Linked DNA regions of Mus musculus: region 1 is linked to region 2. The links are chromatin contacts, called in public HiChIP or PLAC-seq maps. All regions are on one chromosome and are shown on one strand. Each heading gives the region's core, a stretch centred on a gene start, on an enhancer-like site or on the middle of the called end of the contact. The rest is flanking DNA. Distances are from core to core; before and after follow the strand shown.

The links. HiChIP or PLAC-seq counts read pairs in DNA pulled down with a chosen protein or histone mark.
Region 1: a contact with region 2 is called in an HNF4G HiChIP or PLAC-seq map of pancreatic cancer cells. The contact joins the enhancer-like site here to the promoter of Tapbpl in region 2. A contact is called at or near these places in 2 of 39 promoter capture datasets (embryonic stem cells and neutrophils), 3 of 115 datasets of contacts at active chromatin or transcription factors (embryonic stem cells, memory CD8 T cells and pancreatic cancer cells) and 2 of 9 other capture datasets (adipose tissue and liver).

What each region holds. Positions count from the first base shown.
Region 1 is chr6:125,424,679-125,430,239 of GRCm38.p6, forward strand. No RefSeq gene overlaps it. Among named protein-coding and RNA genes, the nearest start is that of Gm32673, 3.5 kb to the right of the region's middle. Within about 2 kb of position 1,918, at least 357 of the 459 cell types and tissues checked have an H3K27ac peak or open chromatin away from gene starts, as enhancers often do. A contact at or near this core is called in adipose tissue, embryonic stem cells, liver and 3 more, where this site is marked.
Region 2 is chr6:125,229,243-125,234,642 of GRCm38.p6, forward strand. Tapbpl (TAP binding protein-like) reads right to left here and starts at 2,618. Exons shown (of 7, transcript NM_145391.2): 1 at 2,292-2,618; 2 at 1,313-1,555; 3 at 903-1,175. The coding sequence starts at 2,355. It overlaps Cd27 (CD27 antigen), which reads right to left. Exons shown (of 6, transcript NM_001033126.2): 3 at 5,273-5,400; 4 at 5,012-5,074; 5 at 4,400-4,519; 6 at 3,380-4,189. The coding sequence ends at 4,068. E130112N10Rik (RIKEN cDNA E130112N10 gene) reads left to right here and starts at 2,027. Exons shown (of 2, transcript NR_015604.3): 1 at 2,027-2,112.

The DNA of each region.
Region 1 (5,561 bases), core at 668-3,167, 190 kb after region 2:
CCTAGCACTCGGGAGGCAGAGGCAGGCGGATTTCTGAGTTCGAGGCCAGCCTGGTCTACAGAGTGAGTTCCAGGGCAGCCAGGGCTATACAGAGAAACCCTGTCTCGAAAAACAAAACAAAACAAAAAAGAGGGGGTATATATTCTATGGGGGCGTGGTGAGGTATGGGGGGGGGAAGGAGGTTCCTCCGCGGGCCCATGCTGAGGCATCCCCTTCCCCGAGGGACCAGCCACACAAAGGTATAGTATAGAATAGAGTTTATTCAGGGTATGGGGAGGGGAGTTAAGAGGGTAGTAGAGGCAGAGAAAGGCAGAGAGAGGGAGAATAGAAGAGTAGAGGCTGGCCATGAGCACATGGAGAGATGGGGAAGGGAAGAACAAGGTAGCAAGAGAGGAACAAGGAGGGAGAAAGGGGCAAGCAGTGGGTCAGGCCTACCTGGCTATTGACAGGTAACTGTGGGGCGGAGCTTAGACAGAACGCTAACAGACCCCTTCCTGAAGTCCTCTCTCGCCCCAGAGATGCGGCATGGGGCGGTCGCATCAGGTTTGAAGCTCTTTTCTCCTGCAGGCAAGCTCAGTAATCCAGGCTCTTTGCTGTGTAGTTTATGCTGCTTTAGCATCTGCAATCCTGCCTCAGGCTACTCTGTGGTGGTGCGATCATAGGTTTCCCCGCTATGCCTACGACGGTTGTTTAGGACATCTGGGCTCCTTGCGTGTACAGGAGCTCAAACCGGTCATTGAATCTCAAGACAGTCACCCTCCTGGGCACTGAAAAGACAGTGTGTGGGAAACCAGAAACCACTCACCAGCCTCTCGCTTCCTAGGGGCCAGTGGGGTGGGTGGAGGGGGTGGGGCTAGGGAAGTGGGAGGTGCTTAGGTTTGTTATGGATGTCACTGCTACCCAAAGGGTGGGTTAGTGACTCATAGCTGCTGGAGCCTACAGGTGGGGTTGAGTGAGTCACTTTTATTCCTCAAGGGAGGGCCGAGGTGGGATGGAATGGAGGGGACCACGGAGTTGGAAAGAAATGAGGGATTTATATCTGAGAATTGGAGCTGTAAGACCTTGAGAAACGAACCTTCATTTCCTGTTAGCTGACCTGTCCGTGGGAAATGATCCCTACACTCCACATTATTGTGGAATTAAATGAAAGTGTTGCTTACACAACTGAGTGTGTACTGGGCATGGTGACTCACTCCTTTACCCAGCACTGTGATCTCTGTGAGTTCAAGGCCAGCCTGGTCTACAAAGCAAGTTCCATTTCAGCAGGGCTGTCACACAGAGAAACCCTGTCTCAAAAATAACAACAACAATAACATAAAAAAATCCACCATAAACCAAGAAACAAACTACAAATAGCGGTAGTGCCATCGCTTAAATCTTCATTTAGTTCCTGAAAACAGGCAGGGTAATAATATCTACTTCCTTTAGAGATTAAGGGCATTAAATAACGTATGCAAACTCTCTGCACAATGGTATTGGGTAAACGTTGTCCATTTTCATCAGCTGGGGGGGGGGGGTGTCACTGGTTTGTCAATGAATTCTCTGCTGTCTTAAGACCAAAAGGAGAAATGAGTCTGAGGGGTGACAATTAGGCTGCATTAGGTTGGGACCAGGCCAGCAATCCACTTGCGCCCGAATTGTGAGCCTACTAGGTGCTCACATGCTCATATTTGGTGTCACGCCTCCACAGAGGGCTCGAAAGAGATGAAAACCAACTGATAAGGAAGTGTTTGTGCTTGCCTCCTTCCTTTGAACCTCAAATTTATCTAAATAGAGATCTAACTTGGAACCAGGGTCCCAGGTTGCGCTTTCTGATGTGGCCTCCAGGGGGCGCATCCCCTTTGGGGCGCTCTGTGTGGCCGTGGAAGCTGCGGTGACTGTCGGAGGCAGGAGGATGAGTCAGCCTCCGAGGCTTCCGGCGTCCATTGGGTCCTGCTGCCCGCTCGGCCGCGCCCTGCCCGCGGGCTCCCGCCCGAGTCACCCTCTGGTATGGACCTGCAGCTCTGCAGGAGCTCAGGCCTTCCTTGCTGCCTGGGGGCAATATGGCCAGCCCTCTGGAGTGGTGGGCTTCCCGCGGGCGTGTGACCCCTCTCTCCACAGGGCCAGGGATTGCTTCCCTGCCCAAGTTCCAGGGCTTCAGGGCCCCGGGGCTGGCATGGGATGTGCTAGGACTGGGCAGCAGGAGGGACATCACGGAGGAAAATTTGCCACTATTCTCCACTTGGGGAGCCATGGAGCCTGGCCAGTTCCTCTGGATCCCCAAGAGTGTTCTCCCTCTGCTTAAAGTCAGAAAGAACAGACACCCCACCCCCACCCCCACCCCCCCACCCCCACCCCCGCGCTCCCATGCCCCTAGCCCTTTCCCTTGGCTTCTAGCTACAGATTTAGAACAGGGCTTGAGACTAGCTCAGCCAGTGTGGATGGTAAATTGGAAGATTTGGTTGATTCTGGGAGGGCCTCCCAATGAGTCACCATCCCTGGGAAGAGGTAACTCCCAGATGCCCAGGAGCTATCGGCCTCCCACTCAAGAGGAACTTGGAAGTAATGTCTAGCACAGAACACCTAACATTGTATATATATAGTAATGTCCATATTATTATATATGTATACTTTTAGATAGAAAGTTATAATTAAAATACATGAATCATATAGATCTCTGTGCATGTATACACATGTACTTTACAGGGCACCTCCTGTAAACTAGCTGTTGTCCCAGTGGCTCTACAGGAATTAATTATCTCAGACAGTTTTCACAGGACACTGGGGCATACGTACTATTATTGTTCCCATATGGTAGCTGAGGAAGTCTGAGCTCAGAGAGTAACTTTTGAGTGGGTGTGATGTCTGTCTGTAAACCAAGCAATTGGGTGGTAGAATCAGGAGGGCCAGTGTAACAGGCTCCAGACTGTAGCATAACTGACTCCATATTGGAAGAGCCATTCACTCAGCACGTAGACAGCATCACCTGCCAAAACCGTAAACAAAGACCTAATCCATCAAAGTCCATAGTCATGGGAACGTCTCTAAATGTGCTCACCCGGCTTTTGGGTGGCTGTAGTTCTGCTTCTGGCTAACTGTTCTTGCTAACTGAAGTGTGTCAACCCAGGACAAGTGTGTGTGTGTGTGTGTGTGTGTGTGTGTGTGTGTGTGTGTGTGTGCTTAAAAGCTCACCCCGACAGAGACTTGGGGCTACACTATGGGATCCTGAATGCCTGTGTAGCCATGTGCCAGCTAATGAAGATTCTATTGGCTTAAACCCATGCCCAGGCAGTCTTCTCTGGTGGATACCCCACAACATCAGGAGTTCAGGACTCTTCTCAGCTATGTGCTGAGCTGAAAGTCCACCCAGGATACATGAGACTTTGTTTGGAGGGGGGGAAGGGGGGAGGGGAAGGGGAGGAGGAGGAGGAGGAGATGAGGAGGGGTGGAGGAGGAGGAGGAGATGAGGAGGGGTGGAGGAGGAGGAGATGAGGAGGGGTGGAGGAGGAGGAGATGAGGAGGGGTGGAGGAGGAGGAGGAGATGAGGAGGGGTGGAGGAGGAGGAGATGAGGAGGGGTGGAGGAGGAGGAGATGAGGAGGGGTGGAGGAGGAGGAGGAGATGAGGAGGGGTGGAGGAGGAGGAGATGAGGAGGGGTGGAGGAGGAGGAGATGAAGAGGGGTGGAGGAGGAGGAGATGAGGAGGGGTGGAGGAGGAGGAGATGAGGAGGGGTGGAGGAGGAGATGAGGAGGGGTGGAGGAGGAGATGAGGAGGGGTGGAGGAGGAGGAGATGAGGAGGGGTGGAGGAGGAGGAGGAGATGAGGAGGGGTGGAGGAGGAGGAGGAGGAGATGAGGAGGGGTGGAGGAGGAGGAGGAGATGAGGAGGGGTGGAGGAGGAGGAGGAGATGAGAAGGGGTGGAGGAGGAGATGAGGGGTGGAGGAGGAGGAGATGAGGAGGGGTGGAGGAGGAGGAGGAGGAGATGAGGAGGGGTGGAGGAGGAGGAGGAGATGAGGAGGGGTGGAGGAGGAGGACAAGATGAGGAGGGGTGGAGGAGGAAGGGTAGAAGAGGAGGAGGGGGAAGGAGGAAAAAGAAGAAAAGAGAAGGAAAGGTTGAGAAAGACTGAGACTAGAGGCTTTTTCCTTAGACCCCTGCCTTTAGCATTGAGACCTCAAATATTTCAGGGTGGGATGTAAGGGGTCTGGGGTGTGGTAGTGGTCTAGAAATGTACTCTAAGTGTTTTCCCCTTTAGGGTGTATGAGAAACACAGTTAAATTTGACCCTGGAAGGAGGAACGATTGATTTTTCCAGTCAGAAACTTTCCCCCTCTGTCCCTGCCTGCTGTCCCTGGGTGCCTGAAGAGACTTCTGGAGTGCTTCTCTTTCTCCTTGTTGGCCGTCTCCATCACCCTGGTCTCTGGCTACCAATATCCCCTTCTGCAGGCGTCAAGCACCACACCTGCAGTGTAGGGTTAGATGCTTTTGATAAGGTGCCCCGATTATCTGTCAGCAGAGTGGGCCTGAATCTCTTGGGGGTCATGCTTAACACAGATTAAGCAGCCCATTTGACACGAGTGCATCTCAATGTTGTTGCTACAATCAGTGGTGGCACAGCTGCCCTTCCATCATCACCATCATCACCATCATCACCACCATCACCACCATCACCATCATCACCATCATCACCACCATCACCATCATCACCATCACCACCATCATCACCATCATCATCATTTCTTTAAATTTATTTTTCTGCAGTTAGAATTTTTAAAGATGTATTTATTTTATTTCATGCATATGGGTGCTTTGCCTGTGCACCACATGCATGTCATGTGCCCACAGAGGCTAGAGGAGGGCATTGGACCCTCTGGAAATGTAGTTACAGTAGTGAGTTGTCATGCATGCATGTGGTGGTTATCAAACCCAGGTCGTCTGGAAGAGCAATGGATCCTCTTATCTGCTGAGCTCTCTCGCCAGCCCTCCTTTCTGCAATATTAGAAGTAGTTATGAAGGTGGGGGATCCTCATTCCTCTGGTCATCGCCATGGTGAAGCTGAGCTGAAGAAGCCAGAGGCTGCAGCAGGTCTTCCAGGGCAGCCAGTTTGCCTCTGCTGGGGCTTGAGTCCTCTCTTGATTTATCTGAGACTTCGGAGGGGTGAAGATCCTGGAGTGCCTGATCTTGGCAACTGGTAGCTTCTGAGAGAGGAGAGTCTGTTTACAGATATGCCCCTGGTAAGTGGCTAAGCCTACTTTGGGAATACAGGACTGTTTGGTCATCTGGATTTGGATGCAATCCAACATGGGAGGTGCATAGTCCCGCTGGAGAAGAAAGTAGCCGGAGGGAGACATCATTTCAACACGCCTGTGGCAGAGTGGAGCCTGGACTGACTTATGATAGACTATCAAAATAAATATTCTTAACAATAAAAAAAAAAAAAAGAAAGAAAGCCTGGTGTGGTGGTGCACGCCTTTAGTCCCAGCACTCGGGAGGCAGAGGCAGGCAGATTTCTGAGTTTAAAGCCAGCCTGGTCTACAAAGTGAGTTCCAGGACAGCCAGGGCTACACAGAGAAACCCTGTCTTGAAAAA
Region 2 (5,400 bases), core at 1,368-3,867:
GCTCTAGGTTCTATCCTCAGTATGGGACAACATAATACTAAAGGCTAATGTTTTAGGGGTTTGCAGGGATAGGAGAGGGGCCCCCTCATCGTCATCTTCTGTGGACTTGATTTTCTCCTTTTTGGAGGCAAAATAATGAACTGGACTCTCCAGGTGCCTGTCAATATGTTTCCTCTTGGTTTTGAACCTGGTAGGAGGTACTAAGTGGGAGAGAATGAGGAATGGGCTCACTAGTAAGAGCTACTGAGCACTTCTTTCTCCCTGTGCTCTGCTGTAATTGCCATGAAGCACCAGACCAGACTCCCTCTCCCTGGGAGGAAACATGAGTTTGGCTAAATAAGAGTGTAGTGACATGTGTAGCTACAGTGTCCTCATGTGTTGCTTCCCCACTTTGGAGAAAATACCTGATGATTATTATGTTTTGATGCTTGCTCGAATAAGGATCTCCTAGCATCCCCTCTTCTTGACTCAGGATATTTTAGAAAGAAAAGATGAAGCTCTATGGGTACCTCAGGAGGACCTGTGGGATATTTGTTTTCTTCCTTCTATCCCATCTCTAACCACAAAAGAAAACAAAATACCAACCAACAAACCAACCAAACAAACAAAAAACAAATTAAAAAAACAACAACCCCCCCCCCAAAAAAAAAAAAAAACCAAAACCAAAAAACCAAAAAACTATCTTGGGGCTATTGAGATGGCATAGTGCATAAAGTGCTTGCTGCCAAGCATAGTGAACTAGTTCAATCCCTGGAAACCACATGGTAGGTTCTATAAGCTGTCCTCTGATCTCTACCTATGTGCTGTGGCATGTGCACACGTATGTGCGCATGGACGCGCACACACACACACACACACAATAATACAAAATGTTCCTGTGCCACTGCATTTTGTTTTCTCACCTTGAGTCTTCACTGTGCCCTGGGCACTCAGAGGTAGGTTCAGTGTAGGGTGCCGGACAGCTCCAACTTCAGCATCTCTTAGAGTCTTCATCACCATGGAGACACTGGGGCCACCTCTAGAAACCTGCATGTTGCTGATGAACCAATGTGCTTTCTCAAAAGTGGCCTCTTGTCTGGCCTGGAGGAAATACTTGGAGATCTCGCAGGTCACTGCCTTCCCGCTGCAGTCAGCATGGAGCAACGCCTCTGCCTGGGGAATCTGTACCAAGTCCACTGGGGAGAAGGGCAGCATACAGAAGTAATGTTGGATGGACAACGCCAGACCGGGGGGGGGGGGGGGCAGGCGTGGGTAGATAGAACTGGGAACGGGGCTGTTCCTGTGGAGGAAGCCTAGGATGGGGAGATTTTACCTGAGGCCTCAAAGATAACAGGTGAATCCTGTTTGGTCTCAGTGCTCCCCTGGAAATCTGTGATGCCTTCCAGGGAGCCATCATCCAGCACTGGTACCTGCTTCAGCACAAGCAAGGCCCTCTCCCTGTCCCCACTGCTGGCAAAAGCCCCGCGGTGCCTGTCTTCTGTCACCAAGAAGCAGTCTAAGATGATGTCCGTGGGCTGCCGCTGTCTTTCTGCTGTGGTGGGCGCTGTGGGAGGGTCTGCAGGGAAAGTGGAACAAGCACCCTCGTCCTCCACACTCTTCCCACCCCTTCACCAAGCCCCGGGCTGAGCAGCAGGTAAAGGTGCCTTCTGAGCCCCGCTGTCCTGGTGTCATCTATAAACCCAGCTTCTGCTGAGGCACCTGCTACTCAGGCAGCGGCTCTGTGAGTTATTTCAAGTCCTAGATCTGTCCTGATCAAAGCCAGAGGGGTTTATGCTTTGTATTTCTGAGTCTCAGCTGTGGGATGCAAGGGAATTTCTGGAAAGGAATTCTCAGGTTAAAAAAAAAAAAAAAAAAAAGGAATAAGAAATACTGCCACAGGGGAGAGGAGCCAAGACACTGCTGTTCCTAGGGACATTGACAACCTTTTTCTCATCACCCAACTTTCCCAGAGGCCTCTGCTTTCTGCCATAGCCACGCCCACCAGGAGTCACCAACCCAATGATTTCTTAGCCTGGGGAGCCCCTTCCTCTTCTAAGGATTCAACTCAGGGCAGTGAGCTGTCCCACAGAATGCTAACACCCTGCCTTCCCATCGAGGAAGCCCCCCTTTTCTGTGAGTTCTCTGCCGTACCCCTCTCCAAACTGGTTCCGCATGTTGTGAGTGCCGCACTCATTTGCTGGGCTTAGCAGACAAGCTGGTGCTGTTCTGAGAAGGTGGCTTCCTGGGGCTCCTTTAGCTTGGCGCTTCCTCCCCCCCAGTCCCCCAGGCCCCAGCCTGGTCTCCGCACTCACCAGTCCCTGCTGCCCCAGAGACAGCCAAACAGAGCAGCAGATACCAGCTGGGCTCCAAGCCCATGGAGGCTACTCTCAGGCTCTTCCTTGCTGGCTGCCTTCTCCACAGTTCCCCTGCTAGTGATCTCTGGCTGAAGAGGGGGTTCTGTGAGCACCCTCACTTAGCACCTGTGGTCTCCGTTCTCTTATCGTTTCTCTTTCACTTTCACTTCAACTGCCTCTGTGGCCGCCCGCCCGAGGCCAGTAATGGCTGCAGCCAGCTCTGCTTTCTGTTCTCCCTAAGGTCCACCCCGCACCCAAGAAATCCCCAGGTGATTTCAAAACCTGGTATCACCACATCAGCTTTCCCATCAGCCCCAACTATGAGAGGGCTGGAGAGGGGGTGGAGCCAGAAGATAGATTCCCCGGTACTCTGGACCCTTCTTCCTTTCAGTCCATGTTAAATCCTTTGGGTCTGCCCTGGTGACAACTCCCTGTTCAGATCTGTGATCGAACAGACGAGATGGGGTGTGGCCTAGTTCTAGGATTGGAATTTTAGGAGGCTGGACAGCTATGTGAAGTCTCACTTTTAACTTGTATTTGTGTATATGCGGTGTATACACTTGTGTGGGTGAGTATGCCCAGCCCTGCCTGTGTGTGGAGGCTCGGTGAGGGCACTGGGTGTCTTGCTCTATTACCCCACCTTATTCTTCAGAGACAGGGTCTCTTTCTGAACCTGGAATTGTTTGGTAGCCAACAAGCACAGCAGTGATCTCCTGCTGTCTCTACTCCAAGCCCCGCCCTTGTCACACCACTTAACCCCTTGAATTACAAGCTCAGGGCCACACTGAGGGATTGTTTGTTTGTTTGTTTCAGTTGTAGGTGTGCGTATTTGAAGTTAGCATTTACACTATCCTTCTTCCTAGTTCACTGTCCCTTCTTTTTTTTCTTCTTCCTCCTCCTCCTCTTGTTCCCCTACCCTCATTCTGTAGGAAGGGGAATAGCACATGGAGAGTGTCCATAGCTGGCTTGTTACTAGAGTCCCTGGGCCGTAAGGCTTGGCTCCGGGTTCCAGTGTTTGCCTGCACAGAGAGAAGGGACAATGTGTATAGAAGTAGACAAATGAATTTATTTATAGTTTTAGCTCAACTGAGAGAAAGTCTCAGCCTCAGCTTTCCCACAGCACTGTCACAACTTACAGAGAAGACAGAACCAAGGCCAGGAAGTCTGTGTGTCTGTAGATAGTGTCTCTCACGGCAGTCAGTCCTTCTGGTACCAGGGCACCTGCCGGTGGCTCATTCCATTTTTTTAAAAAAAATTATTATTTTTAATCGTGTGTGTGTGTGTGTGTGTGTGTGTGTGTGTGTGTGTGTCCGTCCTGTGTTTGTAGATGCCAGAGGAGGTCAAAGGTGTCAGACCCTCTGAAAGTAGAGTTACAGCTGGTTTCGATCCATTTGACAGTGCTGGGAATCAAACTCTGGTCCTCTGGAGGAACACTTCGTGCTCCTCACTGCCAAGCCCCCTCTGGAGCCCTTGGTGAGCCATTTCCACCCCTGGCATGTAGTTTTGTCAGCTGGACGGTTTCACTTAGAGTAAGTGTGCTTTATAGCTAGAGCCTGAGTCTCCCCAGCTTGCTGGGCCACACACTGGGATCCTGCTCTTGTCCCTGTTGGTCTCAGAAGGGCAGTTTGTTGAGTATTCACAGGAAAGGGTTCTGATGACCATGACAGGGGAGCAGGCCACCATTGAGGTCTCTGTGGATGGCCCCTCGTCAGAAAGGGCCCCACCAGCACCCGGTCAAGGGTAGAAAGCAGGCTCGGGTTTCCGGTAGTCCTCCTGGATAGGGATAGCACTGCCCTCCTCTTCCCTGGGGCAGCTGTAAGGACAAGGCTCTTCAGGCACTGCCTGCCGGTCTTCATCTGTGCAAACACAATCGGTCAGCAGTGGAGAGAAGAAAGGTGAAGGGGAGAAAAGAGGAGAAAAGCCCAAGTGGAGGGCTGAGAGCTGGGGGGCTTGGGGAGTCTGGGGGAAGGACACTTGAGGAGCCAGAGTAGGTGGGTGGAGTAGGTGTGGGGGCTTTAGGTGTGGGTAGCACAGCTGAGAGACAGGAGGGAAGGCCTGTGTCTTACTTGGCCCGTGGTTTCTTCTTTGATGGAAGAACAAGATTGCACCCAGGACGAAGATAAGAAACATGCTGGAGAAGGTCACAAAGATCCGGATGCAGTCCGAGCTGCACAGGGGTCTATGGGCTGTGACGGGCAAGAGCACACCGAGGCTTTGGAGGGGCATCTCACCCTGGACCCTTAGCCCTGTCTGTCTGTCCTTTTCCTGAGTAACCCTGCCCCTGTTGGACCAGTCCTTTCTCTCCTAATCTCTAACTAGAGTCTGCTTCCCCCTCCTTTGCCTCCAGCTCTGTCTGTCTCTGTGTCTTTCTCGGAGTCTAGTTTAGTCCCTTGAGACAGGATTCCTCCCTGACCTGGAAGCTTGCTGGTTTGAGCTCTGCTGGCTCTGCCTCTGCCTCTGAATGTGAGGGCTACAGATACGAGCTTCCATACTCTGCTTGGTTTTCCCTGTGGCCCTGGGTATTATGTCACCCTTGTATAGCAAGTTATCCACCGAACTTTCTCCCCAACTCTGTACCCCTCTCCCTCACCCAGCACCTAGGGGTTTCCCATGGCTGTTCTTTTGGCCTCTTTCCTCTGTGCTTTCTCTGTGGAGTGGGGATTAGGAAGACAACTCACATGACCGCTGGCTATAGACAGTCGAGTTGGGAAGCTGCCTGTGTAGGGGCCAGGATGGCTTCTCTGGAAGAAACAGACAGAGCGAGTCACAAGCAGGAAACCTCCCAGGATGTCCCAGGCTTTCCTGTGATTTTGCAGGAGTCAGACAGGAGGAAGACATGCTGGCCCAGAACCTAGCTAGGGGTAAACACAGACTGGGCAGTGCTGGGTAGGCAGCCTTCTGCCTTGTCCCGACTGGGTAAGGAGCAGCCTGCTGCATACCTGTGCCATGAGGTAAGTGGGTGGGTGGTGGCTGTGGGCTCGGGGTCTCAGATGGCTGTCTGGTCAGTGCAGGGTTTAGAGGAGGGTCACACTCTGTACATTCCTGGTCCCTGCACTGCCAGTTCTTG